4 separate regions of the Mus musculus genome follow, and regions 1, 2 and 4 are each linked to region 3. A link is a contact called in public ChIA-PET, Hi-C and HiChIP or PLAC-seq data. All regions are on one chromosome and are shown on one strand. Each heading gives the region's core, a stretch centred on a gene start, on an enhancer-like site or on the middle of the called end of the contact. The rest is flanking DNA. Distances are from core to core; before and after follow the strand shown.

The links. A called contact is a pair of places that touch in the nucleus more often than the background predicts. ChIA-PET counts read pairs in DNA pulled down with a chosen protein or histone mark. HiChIP or PLAC-seq counts read pairs in DNA pulled down with a chosen protein or histone mark.
Region 1: a contact with region 3 is called in an RNA polymerase II ChIA-PET map of memory CD8 T cells, with 14 read pairs. The contact joins the enhancer-like site here to the promoter of Glul in region 3. A contact is called at or near these places in 16 of 39 promoter capture datasets (the 3T3-L1 cell line, 3T3-L1-derived adipocytes, the C10 cell line and 10 more), 12 of 484 Hi-C or Micro-C datasets (B cells, the Ba/F3 cell line, CD4 T cells and 9 more) and 7 of 115 datasets of contacts at active chromatin or transcription factors (the 230-238 cell line, astrocytes, differentiating embryonic stem cells and 4 more).
Region 2: an H3K4me3 HiChIP or PLAC-seq map of forebrain shows a contact between it and region 3, with 7 times the contacts expected there. The contact joins the enhancer-like site here to the promoter of Glul in region 3. A contact is called at or near these places in 11 of 39 promoter capture datasets (the 3T3-L1 cell line, HPC-7-derived erythroid cells, cranial neural crest and 8 more) and 5 of 115 datasets of contacts at active chromatin or transcription factors (embryonic basal ganglia, embryonic forebrain, forebrain and 2 more).
Region 4: a contact with region 3 is called in a Hi-C map of pro-B cells, with 2.5 times the contacts expected there. The contact joins the enhancer-like site here to the promoter of Glul in region 3. A contact is called at or near these places in 7 of 39 promoter capture datasets (the 3T3-L1 cell line, hippocampal neurons, liver and 3 more), 1 of 484 Hi-C or Micro-C datasets (pro-B cells), 2 of 115 datasets of contacts at active chromatin or transcription factors (large pre-B cells and pro-B cells) and 1 of 9 other capture datasets (pancreatic islet).

The regions. Positions count from the first base shown.
Region 1 is chr1:154,791,252-154,793,951 of GRCm38.p6, reverse strand. Gm51649 (a long non-coding RNA gene) reads right to left here. Exons shown (of 4, transcript XR_003948055.1): 4 at 2,593-2,700. It also overlaps a transcript of Cacna1e not described here. Among named protein-coding and RNA genes, the nearest start is that of Gm51649, 5.6 kb to the right of the region's middle. Within about 2 kb of position 1,416, at least 26 of the 459 cell types and tissues checked have an H3K27ac peak or open chromatin away from gene starts, as enhancers often do. A contact at or near this core is called in B cells, cerebral cortex, cortical neurons and 3 more, where this site is marked.
Region 2 is chr1:154,703,499-154,706,198 of GRCm38.p6, reverse strand. The region is part of intron 1 of Cacna1e (calcium channel, voltage-dependent, R type, alpha 1E subunit); the gene reads left to right. Among named protein-coding and RNA genes, the nearest start is that of Cacna1e, 21 kb to the left of the region's middle. Within about 2 kb of position 1,253, at least 38 of the 459 cell types and tissues checked have an H3K27ac peak or open chromatin away from gene starts, as enhancers often do. A contact at or near this core is called in forebrain and hippocampal neurons, where this site is marked.
Region 3 is chr1:153,898,484-153,901,183 of GRCm38.p6, reverse strand. Glul (glutamate-ammonia ligase (glutamine synthetase)) reads right to left here and starts at 1,255. Exons shown (of 7, transcript NM_008131.4): 1 at 1,125-1,255. Gm38440 (a long non-coding RNA gene) reads left to right here and starts at 1,408. Exons shown (of 2, transcript XR_387481.3): 1 at 1,408-1,589; 2 at 2,434-2,700. Mir8114 (microRNA 8114) reads right to left here and starts at 1,258; the gene lies at 1,148-1,258.
Region 4 is chr1:154,616,536-154,619,235 of GRCm38.p6, reverse strand. The region is part of intron 6 of Cacna1e (calcium channel, voltage-dependent, R type, alpha 1E subunit); the gene reads left to right. Among named protein-coding and RNA genes, the nearest start is that of Cacna1e, 110 kb to the left of the region's middle. Within about 2 kb of position 1,290, at least 20 of the 459 cell types and tissues checked have an H3K27ac peak or open chromatin away from gene starts, as enhancers often do. A contact at or near this core is called in pro-B cells, where this site is marked.

The sequences.
Region 1 (2,700 bases), core at 167-2,666, 890 kb before region 3:
GGACTGTTATACCTATGACCTGTTGGATATTGTGGTACCTGTGACCTGTTGGGTACTGTGGTACCTAAGACCAGTTAGGGACTGTGGTACCTATGACCTGTTGGGTATTGTGGCACCTATGACCTGTTGGGGACTGTGGTACCTATGACCAGTTAGGGACTATGGTACCTATGACCTGTTGGGTACTATGGCCAGAGATGTTGAAGCCACTTCCTTTTTCACACCAACACCTGGCTCTTGCCAGTCCCCCTTGGCTCTCCTTTTAAAAATGTATCTGCTCACCTTTATCTGCTCTGCCATGAGCTCCTGGCTCCAAGACACATTTTATTTCTGTTCAAGGACAGGTATATGTGTTTGTGTGTATATGTGTGTTTTTATGTGTGCATGTGTATGTTTGTGTGTATATATGTGTGTTTATATGTGTATGTGTGTGTTTGTGTGTCTCTGTGTATGTATGTGTATGTACTTGTGTATGTGTATACATATGTACGTGTTTGTGTGTGTATGTGTATATGCATAACCTCCGCTGTTGTAAATTTAATATTAAATGTATCACAATTACAACTTTTTCATCAGTGAAATAATAAGGTTGCTGATAACAAAATAAATAAGTAAATAAGTAAATAAAGGGACGCTCGTGGTTGTTACTAGGTACCTGGCACTCTTCTTCTGAATGTGAGTTTATTTACTCTTGTGTCAGTTGGACAAACCTGTCCTTGCTATTCTGTCATCTTGTGCCATTGTGATAAAACCCCTGAGAGACATCACCTTACAGGATGAAGCTCAGGTTTTTAATTTACCTTAGGTTTCAGAGGTTTTAGTCTGTGGTCTCTAGGTCTAGTTGCTTCTAGGCCTGCTGTGGGCCTACACATCCTGGTGGAGGCTCATGGCAGAGTCAATCACTCCCTGGTGGTCAAGAAGCAAAGAGAAAAAGCTCATGTTTGTGACATAGGCCCCTCTCCACAAAACAATTACACTAGGAATCTAGGAATGGACTGATTCATTGTGAGATCAGAGCTGTCAAGATCCAGTGTCCACCTAAAGCCGTGCCTCTGAACACTGCTACACTTGGGACCAAGCCCTCAATGTGAGAACCTTTGGGGGTGGGGCACAGAAAGTCATAAGAACTGTTATTTCTGCTTTTACAGTTGGGGCACAAAGCATGCAAGTACTTTGTTCAAAGGGCCTTGGCCCGGTCACCTCTTAGCCAGCCTTCCTATTCCCATTCCTAGTTGCTAGAACTTTTTCCCTCTGAGATAGCTAAGCATCCCCTACCCTCTCTCTTTAGATTTAAAAAAGGAGTTGGGAAGACAGGCATGGAGTTTCTGTGAGAGTCTGCAGCCATGTGTTAGAGCAGCCCTCAGCTCAGAACCCTATGGTGACTTCCTGTCTCATATACAACAGTCCTTTCTGTGACTTGTGGGGACCTGCATAATCTCTTTCCTGCTTGCAACCCTTGCTCTCTGTCTTCCCCAGAGGAGACATGGCTCTAACCCTCTGTCCCAGTCACCCCGCCCTCTGCGATAGCTACTTCCGGTCCTTGATATTCCTCCAAGGTGGCAGATCCCTCTCACCTTTGCCCCAGTGGCCCTTTCATGGATAGTGCCCTCTTCCCCGTACCTTCACCTTCCCTCACTGGTTGGAGGGACTGACAGACAGCTCTCTCTCTACGAAACAGTATCCGCTCCATCATCACTGACGCCTATGCGGCTGTATTTGTCATTTTTAGCTCTTGCTTCCTCAACACGCAGACGTGTATACATTTTGTGCTGGATGGAGTGTAAGCAGAGACTTTGTCTTAGCTCTAGGTTTGAGAACAGTGTCTGCTGTATGGCTGAGCAGGAGCCAGCCATGCGGTGTGATTGTGTGGGTTGTCGACTCCATCTGAACAATCAGCTGAGGAAACGAGGAGTCTTCTTGCTTGCCCTCTTCAGGGCTTCTAGAACCCCGCGTCTCCTGCCTTCTGTTCTGTACACAGCATCCCGCAGGTTTTTTCGCAGGCAGGGATTTACTGCAGGAAGTCAGCTCCTCTGCCAGTTTCCGGCCCCTCCCTCAGCTTTGCTTCTCCTGGGGCCTTCTCCATCATCATCCAAACAGCTGACAGCCCACCCACCACACACCTGCATACACACAGACAGACAGGCAGGCAGGCAGGCACGCGCGCACACACACACACACACACACACACACACACACACACACACACACAGAGAGAGCATTACAAATTCCTCCTCCTTGGCACCAAGTCAGGACTCTGGTGATGCAGGAAGCAGACTAGAAACCAACCTGGGAGTTTCCCTCTGGTGTTATTGCCTACAGTGGGGTGAGCCAAATGCTGGTAAGGGAAGGGCCGAGTGAGGAGGAGGATTCTCCGAGTGCCAGGCTGTTTCCTCCAAAGGCTCTCCAGGCATGTTCGAAAGACAGGAGCTTCATCTGCTTCCTCAGGAAATGGGTTACGAATGCCATTTCCTGGAAGAACCTGTTAAGCGATTTCCTCAAGCTTGCTGTGTGGGTTAGCAAGAGCTTGGGTTAAGACTTCTTATAGCGTAAGGTTTGTAATTTTACCAAGTAGCACAAGAGCGGGTCTTTACTAGTGAAATTCTTTAATATAATTCCCTCCAGCTTACACAATGTCTTCACATATACCATTCATGTGATCTTCACAATGAACCTATAGAATAGCTGTTATGATTCCTAATT
Region 2 (2,700 bases), core at 4-2,503, 810 kb before region 3:
ATGTCTTTGCTTTCTTCCCGGAGGCCCATTACCATAATTTTCTTTTAAAATCTTTACTGGGGTAGATGTCTTTGGTGTTAGATCATAGCTGCAGCCAGCCAGCCCCCTCCTGGAGACTGTGACCACAGACAGATGCTCTCCCCAAAGTCTCAAGCAGTAGCAGACACTTAAGAATTGATTTAGTAGGGTAATAAAAGTGACCTGCGATCTGTTTAGGGCCTTGTGTTCACCTGTTGTTTTGGGTGCTGGTCCTTTTGTCTTTCTAGTTTCTTCTATGGAAGTGGATGGTGGTGGCCTTCCCTTTGAGCACCGTACTGGGGCAACTTTTGCAATGAAAGCCCTGACTCCTGTTTCTCATTTCCAAGTTTCATTCTCTCCTCCGCTGTCTATGTCCAACACAAGATCCTGATGTTTTTTCCAGTCATATAGCCCTTGAAGGGCTGTGTCTTACTATTTATTACTTGACAGTGTCTCTTTGGAACAGAGCTTCTGACAGAGTCACACAATAGACAGACTCTTTCCCAGCTACTGCCCTTGAGTTAATAATCACATATTACATTTATGTGCAGCTGAGGAGTGGTAACATATGCAATGGCATCAAAGTCGTTGTCTGACTACATCTCTTCAAATCGCATATCCCTAAACAAGAAGTCTGAAGCGGGAAGAGGATTCAGACCTTCTTGCAGGCAGTTAGTTGTCCTGGGTCTGAGGCTAGAGATAGATAGGGATGGCTAATGGAGGTTGAGATCTATCTCCTGGGAGCCAGTGAGCACTTGGTGAGAGTCTCCCGAGTTCTGACAACTGCCAGAGTGGTCACATTCTTGTTCCTACATAAGTGTCTTCTCCATTAGGCCTGGAACTCAAAGAGAACATCGTGTTCTGTCAACCTGCCTGTCCCTGGTGGCCCTCAGATCATATTCATTTGCTTTATGCACGGTGATAAAGGCTCTGGGAAGGGACAGCTGAGAGCAGAGGGGTCTCAGAACACCCCACAGATAGGGCTGTATATTTCTGTAAGACCCCCCCCCCCCACTTCCATTTGCTTCCTGCAGCCTAAGTCTTCCCCAGGCCTGTGCCTGCAGTTGTGAAGGCGAGAGGCTGGCTCAGATGAGAGCAGTTCTGCTTACAAGGCAATGCAAGGCGCGCAACCCTATCCTAGGGCTCTGTTGGCAATCAGAGCCAGCACCATAGCAGCATTAGGTCCACCCTCTGTCTTGCCCCAGCTTTCTCTGCTAAAGAAGGAACTAAACAAATGGCAGGTGTGCGGGCCGAGCCATGCTGCTCAAATTAGCTGTGTTGCTAAGGAAACGAGTCAACTGGTTGAAGGAAGGAGCATTGGGTAAAAGGGATAAATCAATAAGCGAACCTATTTTTATCATTTCCCTAATGATTGTCTTGAAGCAGTTAGACAGGGAAGGGGAAGGGAGAGCCGCAGACACTCTAGTCCTCATTAACGGCTTGGAGGGAGTGAGCAGTGAAGGGGTGTTTGGGAAGGTTGCCAGGAAAGTTTATGAAGTGAGGCCCCTAGTGAGCAGACAGTGAGAGAGAGGGGAAGCTAGCTCCTTTGCAGGCCTGAAGCTCTTTTTTGGTCATGTTCTTCTTTGACTCGGTCTAGGCCTTTGTTCGGCAGCATTTGATCTTCCCTGGATCTTGCACAGGCTTCCATAACCGTCTTCTTTATATTCAGGATTGTGGTGGATTTTGGCATTGGTTTGATTTTCTTTCTCCCTCGAATACATATAGCTTTAATTGATTTTATGATTATAAGTTAATACGTGCTCATTATAACAGTCAGGCAATGGATAAAGGAGTAAAGAGAAAAATGAAAATAACCCTATTACTCAGAGAAAACTCATTATCCTTCTAGCAAAGCCGGGCCCCACCCCCTTCCCTCTCTCTTAACATTAAAGAGAATGTCTGTGCATACTGGCTTTTTTTCGTTTTTGATAGATAATGTATGCCCACAGTATGCAGTACAAAAGTTCAGATGGGGATACTGTGTAGAGAGAATGTAGGATGTCTTTTTATAATGATAACCCAGACTCTGGTGTGCCTGTGCCATCTATGTATTGATTAGTCCCTTATTCATTAAATACCAATCATTAGATACACACTATTCCCAAGCAAAGGGTTGGCCACCAGGAGCAGGCAAAGCCTCTGCCCTCAGTTTCCCAGGCCTTTATGTTTCATTGGTCCCTTCAGACAACCACAGACCCAATGGATTCACAAGAGGCAGAGGCTTATGTAGCTTAAATGAAAAAGAGCTCTTTCCCAGTTCTTCCCAGGTAGGTCCTGGGTCCATGGAGGTGCTGAGTGGGTTTCTGAGCTTGCAGCATGCGTGCGTGTGTGTGTGTGTGTGTGTGTGTGTGTGTGTGTGTGTGCACGTGCTACATGGAAGAGTCAATAAATGTGTCACTCAACTCAGAGATACCAGCCCCTCCTCAACTTGTGATGGCCAATAAAACCTGGTTTTTGTTTGTTTGTGTTTGTTGTTGTTTTAATTAGGGCTCTTAACCACAGTCCCATGAGGGCCAATCCCAAGAGAGATGCTCTGAACAAAGGACTGCCTGGTGAAGCAAGTCTGGAGTGTGCTGTGTACTGCTTCCCACCCCATTGTGTGTGCAGTCACACACTGTGTACAGTAGCATTAAAGGCTCCAAGCAGACCTGCTGGGAAGGCACCTACTTAACTTTACTTAAC
Region 3 (2,700 bases), core at 6-2,505:
AGATGCACCCGGGGTCCTTCGCCCTGACTTTTACTCACCCCAGCCAATGAGAATCAAATGCACTGGGGTTGTACTCTCTAGACCTCCTCTTTTTAGAGCAGTGTTCATGCCTCTCCTCGTTCTCGATTTCTCGCTGGTCTAAGCAACGGAGCTTTTTGGGCGAGGGCGATGGAGTGGGGGACCCAGACCGTTCGGAGGGGGAGGTGCTGGAATAAGACGGGTGCGATTTAATCTTAACCCTCGACTTCTCCCCGGAGTTCACAGAGTAGGCAACGAAGCCTAAAGTATTAGAAGGGGACTCTGAGGACCGAGAATCTCCATCTTCTACGTCTTCAATGGTTGGTTTCTTTGAGTATTTGCGGCTGGGGGAGGATCCCCGCTTCCCGCCCCCGGAGGAGTTGGGGCAATCCACTTTGAAAGCAGCCTTCCCACTAAAATGTCCGGAAAGTCGGTGCCGCGACCCTCGGGCCCGCGTAGATCTCAAGGCCTCTCCCAGGGGGCCATACCCCGGCGAGGGTAGAGGCCGGGTGGCGAGAGTGGGGCGACCGCGGGAGGCACAGCGCGCCGCTGCTGCCTCCGCTTGGCGCGGCCTCTCCACTGCGGAGCCCGCCGGCCACTCCGGGGCTCCGGCTCTCCATTGTTCGGTCATATGGTAAAGGCCTAGGACACGGCGTTGGGAGCTGGGGAGTGGTGCCATCAACGCTTAGGACCACCATCCTCAACCAGACCACCCACAGCGTGACGACGCCCCCCAAATGCGCCGCCAGGAAGAGAGGATCAAGGCGCCTGCGCCCACCTAAGGCAAGAACCCTCTCCCGCTGGGACCACCGGAAAGCCCCCATCTCAGCGTGAACCCCAGCCAACGGCGCCTGCCTCCCGGGGCGGCGCCTCCGGCCGCAAGTATAGAACAGATCAAAACAACCCGCAACCCCGCCCTTCCCGGAGCTTGGCTCACAGCGCGTCCTAGGAACACCAAGCAGAGCCGGCCCGGGCCGCACGCTGCAAACACGCGGGAGGCACGAGCGCTGCATCCCGCTCCGTACAGCAGCTGACTGGAGCTGGGAAGTAGAGTGCGACCCCACAGCCCGGGCGGCCGTACATTCCTGGACCCTCCGTGCGCTTACCAGAGCGGTGGCCGGCCGGATGATGGATGGGTGAACAGGTCAGGAGAGCGAGGCGGAGAGGAGATGGGTGAGCGTGCTGTTCAGACACTCTGCTCTACTCCCATTCTCCGCTCTGCAGGGTCGCTGGCTGCTCGGTACTTTTTATTGACAGCTTGTGCCCGCCCCCAGTCGCCTTGATTGGCTGACCTAGGCCAGGAAACCCGCGCCCATCAGCTGCTGCGCGCCGGGGCCCTGAGGCCATTGGCCGAGGAACTGTGCGGGAGCCTCAGGGTGGGGCGAGCGAGACCCAGAAGAAAGAAAGAGAAAGGGGAGTGGGGGAGGGGAGGCAGCGGCGGCTGGAGGAGGGCCAGGGCCGAAGGTGCAGGATGCATTTGCAGCTTGCGTTCTTAAGCGACCTCTGGACCCTCGGACCCAGGCTGAGGCTTCCTCAGAGTCATTTGGCCTCGGCTCTTTGCTTCCTTAACGGTACAGAGGTTTTCGAGGAGATCTGTCACTGAAAATCCAGAACCCCAGAAGAGAATTTTACCCTTTGTTTGTTGAGCGAGCCTGGGGACGGGTTGGGCTGGGGAGAGGCAGGGAGCCCTGATCAGGCGCGGGGAGAGAGAGAGAGAAACACGATTCCCAGAACCTGGAGGACCCTATCTTCCTGGTTTCCTGAGTGGATTTGGGGGAAGTGGTCAGACTGTGATTTCACGGTTTAAACACAAGTGTGATGTTTCTATAAAGAGGATTCTGGACGTCCATAGTCTATTTGATGTTGCCTTGTGTGTGTGTGTTCCCGTCTCTCAGCCTTTCCTTGGATCTGCAAAATAAAGCAGATGGAAGGACTTTCAGAGCAGTTGACCGGGAAAGCAGGGTGGCAACATGCCTTTAATCCTAGCACTCAGGAGGGAAAGCGGGGGTGGCACACGCCTTTAATCCTAGCACTCAGGAGGCAGAGGCGGGTGGGTCTCCTGAGTTCGAGGCCAGTCTTCTCTACAGAGGGAATTCCAGGACAACCAGGGTTTCACAGAGAAAACAAACAAAAAAGCAAGAGGGGTGGGGGGAACCCCTGGCTTTGCTTCCCAAGTTGTTTTTAACTGTGTGTGTGTGTTGGGGGAGAGGGAATGAGAGTTTTCTCTTTCCTTTCTTAACCCTGCAGTGATGGCTGAGATAGTGTGTGAATACTGTAGTGAGACAAGCTGAAAATGTGCACAGAATTTACCTGTAAAAAAATAGACGTGGCCCATATATTGTTATTAATGCTATGCTCTGAGCAGTCTCTTTCTAGTACATGAAATCCACCTCATGGCTGGGCTTTATCTTTCAGGACTTCTGGCATTCGAGATGAAGTTTTCTCTCTAGATGCCAGAAACCCACGCTCTCAGTGCCTTTGGAAGAGGAAGGGATGAAGTTTGTGCTTCTGCTTCTGTGTATGCACCACAAATATGAAAAAGAAAGGTTGCCTGTGACCCCACACACATAGCTCGGCCTGTTAGGTCAACCTCTGTCAATTTCCCCTGAGTGTGTCTGACACAGTGGCTCACAGAAGCAGCATGCCCCACAGGTGGGGATTTGAATAGGCTTTGGACCAGAA
Region 4 (2,700 bases), core at 41-2,540, 720 kb before region 3:
TGCCATATTTACTCGTCATCTTTTAGGTATCTGTGTCCCCCTCCCTGTGTAAATGCTCTGCCTTCCAGCATCAGCACCTCACCCTAGGCATGGCTTAATGGTAAGCATCCACTGATGAGCACTGTAGACTCATCCAAGGCATACCTGTGCAGCCTGGCTCTGTGTTCAGACAGGTCAGCCCCACCAGGATGGAGATGCATCAGCACTCCACTGCTCTCTGTCCTCACACCAGCTCAGCTCCCTCCTGTGGCTGGTAAAAGGGAAAAAAATATCCAGAGAAAAGTAGGGGAAAGGTAATTTGTTTTAGTGTTTACAGAGGGCTTGTGTATAATTAGCAGTTCATTTCTGTAACACAGTTGGCCTCCTTGGCTCGGAACCTGGCTCTTAAATACTCTTAAAGGGATCTATACCTAGGAAGGAAAAAAGAGGGTGCCCTAGGCCTGGTAATGACATGTGATCAAAAGCAACCCTTCAGTTGAATATTTCTCGTTTCTCCCCTACCCTTCCTTACTCTCCCATTCTCTCCATGCACCCCCTTCCCTTCTCATTCCCTCCTCCTCCTCCCCTTCCCCTTCCCCTTCTCTTCTTCCTCTTCCATACTCTTCCTCTTGACTTGGACCATTTACCAGTTCCATTTTCACATATGCTCACATTGGCTTGGGATGCTGTGGACACGATTGCTGCTTGCTGCCTGCCTTCCTGTCATGAGCCCCATGAAGACCAGCCAAATATTCACTCTCTCTTTCTAAGTATCAAATAGATGAATACACAAATGTGCACCTGTCTTTTCATTATACTATGGGGGCAATATGCCTGCTGTTCTACCCTAGAGCAATTTTACGGCAATTATGTGAGATATACCATACAAATGTACTTACCAAAACGAATTCATCTATCAATATGTGAATGCTCTTTGCATGACTTTTTACTCATGTGCCAGGCACAAGCTGGTTTGCTGAGTGAGTAGATTTTTTTTTTCTTTTCTCTACCTTATTCAAGAAAGGCATTTCGTTAGATCAGGGGCAAACACAACAAACCCTCTTCCTATTTTCTGTTCCCCACTGTGTTGGCCAAGTCTCTGGTCCGTGTCTGAAGTGCTCTCTTGCCCTGGGCTTCTGCTGGGGAATACAGTTTGTTCCTCATATTATCCACGTATGGAAAACAACAACAACAGCAACAACAACAACCCACTTCTGGTGTAAAAATGGCTCCAGAATGCATGCTAGAGTCTTCACTAGTTCTTGCAACTTGCATGTGCTCTGAGTAGCTGGGGGCACAGTGACCCTGCAGCTGCTTCCGGTCTCCAGTGCTTTAGGACTCTTTCCTGTCAATAGCTGCTGAGGCAGATTTGGGTTCCCGTGCAGCAGTGTCCCTGGGGAGCTCTGTTGAGCCTGTGATGAGATCTTTACAAGCCTGACAGACTGAGAAAAGAGTGGCTACATAGATGTTCACAAAATTACATTTGTTCAACATGAAGTTGAATTAAAGAAATTCTTTTGACATTGAAATCATGTTTTGACATGATAAAAACCAAAAAAAAAAGAAAAAAAGAAAAACAAACAAACAAACAAAACAAAACAAAAAACCAATCTAACCTGTGGTCATCCCAGTTTCTTCCAATTTTTTAACAATTCTTTGATCTTTGAAAACTAAAAATAAATATTTTGCTAACACAAATTATGTTCCTATGGTAAATCAATATGATCTATTTATGTAATTATACCAATATAAATAATTAACTTGTAAATGAATATAGCTATTAGCTGCTTGATACCCACGGTTTCTTTTCTGTTCTAATGACACTGAAGGTTTTGTGTGTATGTGTGTGTGTGTGTGTGTGTGTGTGTTTTGAGGTCTAATAGTCACTTCTATGACTTGTCACCAAATGAGTATCTTAGGGAACTGATATGGCTGAGCTGACTGGTGAATTCATTAAGGAATGTGGTAATGTTAGGCATTGAGCTACACTGAGCACATCCATGTTGGCTCCCAGGTTTTATTTCTTTACCATTTCTGTCTCCTTTGATGACTTTAGGCAAGCCATTTGACCTGTAATAGTCATTTTCCTCTACTGTGAGTTTGACTATAGATTCAGTACTTAGTTCTCAAAGTGGCTTTCAGTAACTAGATAAAAATATGGAGGAGCTCTTTGTGAACCAGATAATGCTCCATGGATGTAAGCTGTCATGAAAATAACATAAGATTATAAGCATACGTGTTAATCTCTATTATTGAGATTTATAAAGAAGATGTTCCACACATTATCTTCTAACATGTTTTGACAGATATGGTCAGAGAGGTCCCTTGGAAATAAAGGTAAAATGTATACCCAGAATATTATTAGTATCATTCTCCTTTCTTTGTGTACAAAACCTTAAAATATCATGACCTTTTTTGATCATTTCATTGATAATATAAAACAAAGCCGCAATAGAATAGTTTTATAAAAAACACGTTTCTCAGTGATTAGAGACAAAAGTAAGTGTAGTAGCTTGGGTTCCTTCCCATGGGACTCCATGTACATCTGAATGATCTTGGTATGTACCCCACATGCCTTTGAGGGTATCTCTTCTATCATCAGAGCTATCATCAGCTTCCTTAACAATATGGAAGCAAAGGCAGAATTAAAAGGGCATGAGGCATGCTACACCTCTTGTGTGCACAGGTTCAAGACTTTGATAGTACATGTCCCCCGAAAAT